2 separate regions of the Drosophila melanogaster genome follow, and region 1 is linked to region 2. A link is a contact called in public targeted proximity ligation data. All regions are on one chromosome and are shown on one strand. The core of a region is the stretch at or near the end of the contact, and the rest is flanking DNA. Distances in the headings are between cores, read along the strand shown. Region 1 overlaps fz (frizzled). Region 2 overlaps nuf (nuclear fallout).

Evidence for each region.
Region 1: a targeted proximity ligation map of the Kc167 cell line shows a contact between it and region 2, with 3 times the contacts expected there.

Annotation. Positions count from the first base shown.
Region 1 is chr3L:14,345,473-14,349,052 of dm6, forward strand. The region is part of intron 4 of fz (frizzled); the gene reads left to right. Among named protein-coding and RNA genes, the nearest start is that of CG13482, 18 kb to the left of the region's middle.
Region 2 is chr3L:14,222,748-14,226,473 of dm6, forward strand. The region is part of intron 7 of nuf (nuclear fallout); the gene reads left to right. Among named protein-coding and RNA genes, the nearest start is that of CG7768, 6.4 kb to the left of the region's middle.

The DNA of each region.
Region 1 (3,580 bases), core at 674-3,173, 120 kb after region 2:
TTTAACTATGCCGCCTTCTTGTTGCGCCTTGTTAACTCGACCAAGAAGAGCCACAGAAAATGCCAACAGACCAACGATGCCAAAAAAAAAAAGAAAAAAATGTACAACAATTCAACCGAACACTGTTTGGTTGAAAAGATGGGGAAAAACGGAGTCCAGAGCACTTTGCATACAAATCTCGTTTGGCTGCTGTTTCACGTTCCTTCTGCACTCCACTTAAAAAATCGTTAAGCATAAAAACAATAAAAATAAATACCTATAAACACTTAAAATGGCACAGCTCCTCACCGGTGAGTCGAATGAGTACATCAGGCAGTAAATACCCAATGCGAGTTGGGCAACTTGGCCAGTTGTAAATGTCAAGCAAATTTGGCTCGCTGCATTTTTCGTTGTTCTCCCCAACTTTAACCCCCACTGTCCAACTTACACGTCTTAACCCCTCACCGGGATGAGGGGTTTTCAGTGACCATGAAGAATCGGCATTTAGAAAAAAGATTGTGGTAAATTAGTTGAATAGCGAATGAACATTTAATGAACACACTCGTAATCAAACATTAATGTTTACCCAATAATATTTAAAAACTTAAAAGCCATTTGTTTGTGCAATCTCTAACTCCATGTTCTCTAAATTCTTTTCATTTCAGGTATGTAAATTTTATGAGTTATCCGTTGATTGACCCCTATGTCCCCAAACGAGTGAGTAGAGCTTCTCCTCCCAGGAGACCCGCATTGATTTATGGCACTACTCTGGCTAATTTGCCATAATTAGACACGATAAACACACAAACTCTGGCAGCAGAGGGCACTAAATATTTATATATATTTACTGGCTAGATTACCAACATCGATTTGCACTCGAGTTCCTCTCAGCCGGCACTCACTTGACATCGCACATGGCACATGGGACCACAAATGGTGGCAATTAGGCCTGCTCTTGAGGTCTCGACTCCGGTCGGATTTATGAATTAGTTTAAAGTGCAATTGGGGACGCAGAAGCTCACTTTGTTTCCCCTACAATTATGCCATAAAGTTAATTTTACTTTGATTTTGCTGGACAGCCGCAGGCCCTGCTACTATAACTATATAAATTTAATCATAGCTATTTAGGAGCCCGAGAGGATCTTCTTGTAAAGAAGACACACCGGTTAGGTGTGTACTTCACTGTAAGAAATACAATACAATGTGTTTAGCACTTGGGATTGAAAAACAGGAACAATTTTAAAAGTTTGGTAGTTATTTGATAGCATTGGGCTGAGAAGGCTAAGGGTTCTTAACTCCAATAAGAAGGAAGCAATCATAAAACATATATTTATATACAAGAATACATTGGGACGCCTAATCATTTATTTGATATTCCTCTCTCTTTTTTACCATTATTTTTGTTTGAGTGTTTGTATCATCCTCGGTTTCTGGGCAATATCAATCTCGGTCTCGGTTTGAGTCTCAGTTCCATTTGCGGACTGACGGCATCTGAAGTACGGCGCTTGCCAATGGGAATATCTCCCGATGGCTTAGCACAAGACCAGAGCTCCTCCTGATCCCTGGTCATATCCCTCCTGCGGCATTCCCCCCGATTCTCGCCACTCCTCCACTGCCCACTTGAGCTGGTATTCTAACGCACTCGAGACTGGTTTCTCAAAAAGCCACTCGAGCTGCCCGTCAAGTGTCTCTGTGTGGCTGGGCTGTCAATAGACATCTTGCCATGACTTGTGTAAAATATATATCCACAAAAAATATATGCAACACTATATTGACGCGTATATACGGTCTGCATGTTTAGTTGCTTGTGCACACTTGAAGAAATCATAATTATTGCCAGTCAACTTTTTTGAGTGGCCCCAGACTGGTTCATAAATTTACATAAAAGATAAGCACTGGCACCACTGAAATGATTGTGTATATGAAATAAAAGGCCACTCTGTGTGTGAGCTGAATTTAGTGATCCGAAGAGATCTAAAATGATCTTGGCTACATTAGTCATTTTGAATTGGCTTCGGACACACATAAATTGCCTGATGGGATCGCTTACTGGTTCAGAACTTTATTTATGTTGCCCTGTCAAGTGGATAGTATTTGCTTGTGTTAAATTTTTATATTTATGTAGAATAGAATGTAGACCATATTTTAAGCCATTTATTAGAAGGAATGGCATTTTTAGAATCAATCATTGTAATTTATCATATGTGATTGAACGCAATAAATGTCGAATTGAACTATAAAAAATCATGATTAGGAAGTGGAACAGAAAAACATTAACATTAGATGGCGTTGTTCAGCCAAATTATGGAAAATAATTCACACAACTTTATCAATAGGCCATTTATTGCCGATACAAAGCCGTCCATTAAGACGCCTATTCAAATAAATCATAAATATTTTGTTGCATTTGTTTTTGTGGTTTCGAAAGTGCGTTTCGCATTACCGGGCCAAAACTGAAATCGAAACTCCACAGCATACATGGCGCAACATGTGGCTAGGTGGCGACCAATTAAGCGACTACCCACCTAGACTGTGGACTCTAGACTCTAGACTCCGTAGACCCAGGACTAACCCAACCCATTACGAATCTGAATCCAATCCCAACTTCAACCCAACCCAAACTGCAGCTGTAAATCAACTTTGCAGCTCTCGAGAGCTCAAAAGACATGCGTGGCAAGAAAGCCAAGTGAAACATACATAAATTAACATCAATAAAGCAGCAGCACAAACTAAACTCGGCTTATGAATACGGGATATATATGCATACGATTCATTTTTTGCGCTGCCGCATATAAATCATTTTTAATGGCCAGATGCATGCGAGTTGAGGGCCCTTGATTGTCTCCCTTTCACACTGATACTGTGCATGTTAAACATGTGTAGGGTTATGATATGGCAGGACCATCCTAAGGATCTCGTTTTAAGATCCGGTTCAGTGTACAGCCGGGAAGTCATCTGTCGGATTTTTTGAAACACTGTTGATTTGCAAATTTAGATAAGTTTTCGACTGCAGTTAAAAATATGTGCATGACATCGTTTTGCCTTTTTGGCAAAGTGTTTTTCTGCACCAATATGTTTTGGCAGCACTTGCAAAAACTGCTAAAACAACTTGTACTCGGTGCGTGGCTGCGTCTGAGTATGTCTGAGTACCGTTAACTGCAACGCTTAGATACAAATGCCGAGATAACAAATCGTTGTACAACGCTGCGCGTACAAAGTTTCGCCGCTTTCCTTATTTTCCCGATTTCGTGTTTTCTTCATTTTTTTTTTTTTTTTTGGTGTGTGAAAAATTGCCCAATCCCAGGCTTGGCTTACTCCATTTGTTTGCTGCGTTCCGATCTACTAAACCATTTTTCCCTAGCAAACTGCACTGAAATCAAAGATACCCATCCGGGGATAAGTCAGAAAGTGAACACCATTTTTGTACAGTAATCAAAATCAAATTTCGAATATAATCCGTCTTTATTACGCCATTTTATGAATGTAATATGGACCAGATCAGTATGTATACCCAGATTTCCCTCAGTGATAGAACATAGTATCTTTATCTGCAGGGCTGCCATCTTTCCATCTGCATCTGCAGTTGTCTATCACTTGTCCT
Region 2 (3,726 bases), core at 419-2,918:
AAAAAAAAGAAGAAGTAAAGAGAGGGTTGGCTTATATAATGTATACTGTGACTAGCACACTTAATGCCAGAAAAAAGAATGCTTTTATCTGTGTAATCTTCTTATTTTTTTTTTAATATTTCTTATACCAATGCAATAATAATGGAAGGTAAAAACAATTTGTGGTAGATCAGTTTGTGGCAGGAAACAGCTGTTGTATGTCGCGACTTTTGTCTCTTTCCCTTCGTCTCTAGCCCTCCTTGTCGTTTTCCCCAGTCTGTAAAATGGGGTTAGCATGTTGTTTCAGTTTCACCTTTTAGTTCTTTGTCTTAGCGTGGGCGGTCGTCCGAAAGGTTTATTGCCATGTAAAATGCAACAACAGAAGAAATAATTGCAAATGCAAACTGCAACACCAGGCCAAGAAATCGAGGTTAGACGGGGTAATTGGCACGAATTTGTTGCCAAGTTGAAATATTGGAAGTTTTCTAGGGGTTCGTAGGAATACAAAAGTTCGAAAGAAACTAGCCACTTATATATAGATTAGAATACATAAATGATGAGGGTCCGGAAGTAACTACCCACTTAAATGTATATTAGAATACATAAATGAGTAAGTGCATCCGAATTTCGGAAGTGGTGTGATTCATTTATGGGTATGCTTCGATCACATTAATCTTCTTGATTTTTAAATTCCCCAAATATTTTTCCGAGCAACCCCAGAAATCTATTTACGATCCACCCTATCCCAACTTAACCATGACTTGCTACCTCAGCTAATACCTCAGTCACAAATGTGAGCTATTTATGCTAAACAAGTCAATCTTTATGGCTCCACATAAATGCTTTATCTGGGAACGCATAAACTCGAATAGTTCCCGAGATAGCGCGTGTGCATTCATTATGGGATCCCCCATTTAAACTCAGATATTTCAGCTGAACTCCAAACATTCCTTTAGTTCGGATTTCGAGCGTTAGGCGATGAAAGATGCATCATAAAACGTGTCTGCTACTGCATAAAATTCCGAAAATATTGCAGTTGAAAATAGAAATTGTTATTGAAGCGGCTATTTCACTTACTTTCAATTTTCATCATAATTTTTCCAACGAAACGAAACAAGTTGCACAAGATATTTACGACAGGGCTTGTTGTTGTTGTTATTTTCAGTTGTTTACTAGACAAGTTTTGTTGGTGAAAGTTGTTGTTGTTGTTATTGTTGTTGTTGTTGCTTCTGCGTTTGCCATGCTTCATTGACAAAATTGTCCACAGATCAATGAGTCTTGCGGTCAAGTTGTTTTTGACTTCTATTTATGTTCATTGAGGGATTTGTGGTCTTGGTCTTCAAAGTGATTTTTAAAAAGCAGAGCATTAAAACTTTAAGAATTCATAAAGATTTAAATCGTCGCGTTTCCTCTTTTCGTATGTGAAAGTATGCTTCCAATTTCTTAGCTAAGCAAAAAAGTAAAACAAATAAATTCTAATTTATTATGACAAGCCACTTAAACCCATTTGACATTGGACAGTGTGCAGAATTGTATATTCTGCTCTCCTTCTTATTTTCATCTTAATTCGTATAATTCCCGTTTCTGTTCTGCTCTTCTGATTCATACAGTTTATTATAAACAATTTAGCGAAAGATGAGAAAATTCAAATTCATGACACATTTACCCATGCCGTTTGTTTCTAGCGTTGGATTGAATCATCGCTTGAGAAGAGACAGCAGTGAAGAGCAAAGACGGTCTCTGACTAGATTATGCAATTCTTTCAGTTACGGCAGAAGAATTGCATGCACCAACAGTTTTTCCTCTCCTTGGTCGCTTCTTTCCATTGCTTTGTTTTATCTACACGAAGTTCATCAATTCAGCTAGGAAATTAAACTTAGCCAGAAGCCCAGAAGAAACCAAACCCAGTCGTGTAGAAAGAATGAGACTCTGTTTGGGAGAAGAGTGGTTTGCAGAGGGGACATCCAGTGTTGTGGAGACTGTCTTCGTGGATTCTCTTGTTTCGTTTATCTTTTTGCAAGCGCACATTTCCTGCATGAAATACAGAAAAATTCTTTATGCTTTTCCACCATTCTTTGCTTTTGTTTGCAGACAATTTCTTGCTCTGCTTTCTGCAACTCTCCTCTCTGTATGGGACCTATCCAAATCCAAATCTCAAACAATTACCTTTCAATTTGTTAAGAATAGTGCTAAAGGCCATCGCGATACAAAAGAAGAAATCATTTGCAAAGCTTCTATTTATTTTTTTGCAACTATTACGTTTCTGCATAATTCATTTAACTGCTTGGGGAAAAGAAAAATTCTTTTGTTTACTCTGTGAACTCTGCTGGCAGTTCAAGAAACTCATTTTTGGAGATACAGAAAGAAATTCGTGGGGGACAATCTGTTGGATGAGATCTGCTGAAGAATTGCTTTGATTATAATTATGCAAGGGGAATTTTTAAATGAGATTGCTATGGGACCTCAAGACGTGCTGAGCAGCGGTTATAAGTAGATTTTGTTACTGTACCAACAATGCTTTAGTTAAAATATCTATTGTTTAACAGTTTTATAAATAACGAAAAATAAACTATGATCTTTAAAAATAAAACAAAAAAACATAAAATACCTAATTTAAATAAATTGAAATTAATCAATTTGAATGCCACAAAGGTTTTCAGAATAATGCAATATAAAATTCTTATGTATAACATATTTTGTTTAGCCAGAGCCAAGCTTAAATATGCCCAGAAAAGTGCCTTAAAGTCAAATTGAGAGATGAAAACAAAGCAATACAAAAATATCTGAATTATGTGCCTATAAAACTAAAATAAAACAGTCTTCCTACACAAATGAAAAATCACAAAATAAAGAAACAAAACATCAAAGTGCGAAAATATATGAAAACAAAACATCAATCCAACCAGTGCCACGCCCCAATAAGGAACAAAACTACCCAAAAATAAAATAAAAAGTAAATCATGAGTAGTCAACCTGCCAGCCAGCCCGATAGCATCGATTTAGCCTATGATATGTGGGCGGGCCAATTCGAATTCGTAGGACCCACAAATCAGCAGAGCAACAAAAACAGCAACAACAACAACAACAATAGCAATTTGAACAACAACAAGTGCAGAATCGGAGCGCAACAAAACCGAAAACTATCTACGGATAGTCTGGAGGATCTGAATTTGAGTTTTAACACAAGTGCCTCGCAAAATCCGCTAAGCAACGCCTACAGTTTGGGAGTCACTGGCGGTGCTGGAAGTGACTACTGTGGCTTTGGAAAACACCCGCCAATATTGATCGATCAGGAGACGTTTCTCAGCCTCAATCCAGCGGACTTTGAGGACATTGTGCCATCCAATTCGGAGCCCAATTCGCTGGTTTTCATCGAAAACAAGCTGGAGACTAACAACAATAGCCTCGAATCGAACAACAATCATATAAACAATAATAATAACAATAAAATCTACAATTTGGAGAACCTGACAAGTAAATTCAATAATAAAACGAATAATACGAATACAAACGGTTTCAAATTGGAGAACCTAAAGAATTTCAAGAACAAACTACTCTGTGATTTCGAGGATACCAATAGCGGGGGAGGAGGAGGTGGTGGCAGTGGCGGATCAGGACCTGTTGGCATGATGAACGGCGCCCTCAGCGCAGAGATTTGCGATAATCTCAATGAGCAAGTAAGCAGTGCACCACTAATTCCCCCGATTCCGGGGCTAATTCCATCCAAAAGTTCAGGGTTCATTGGGG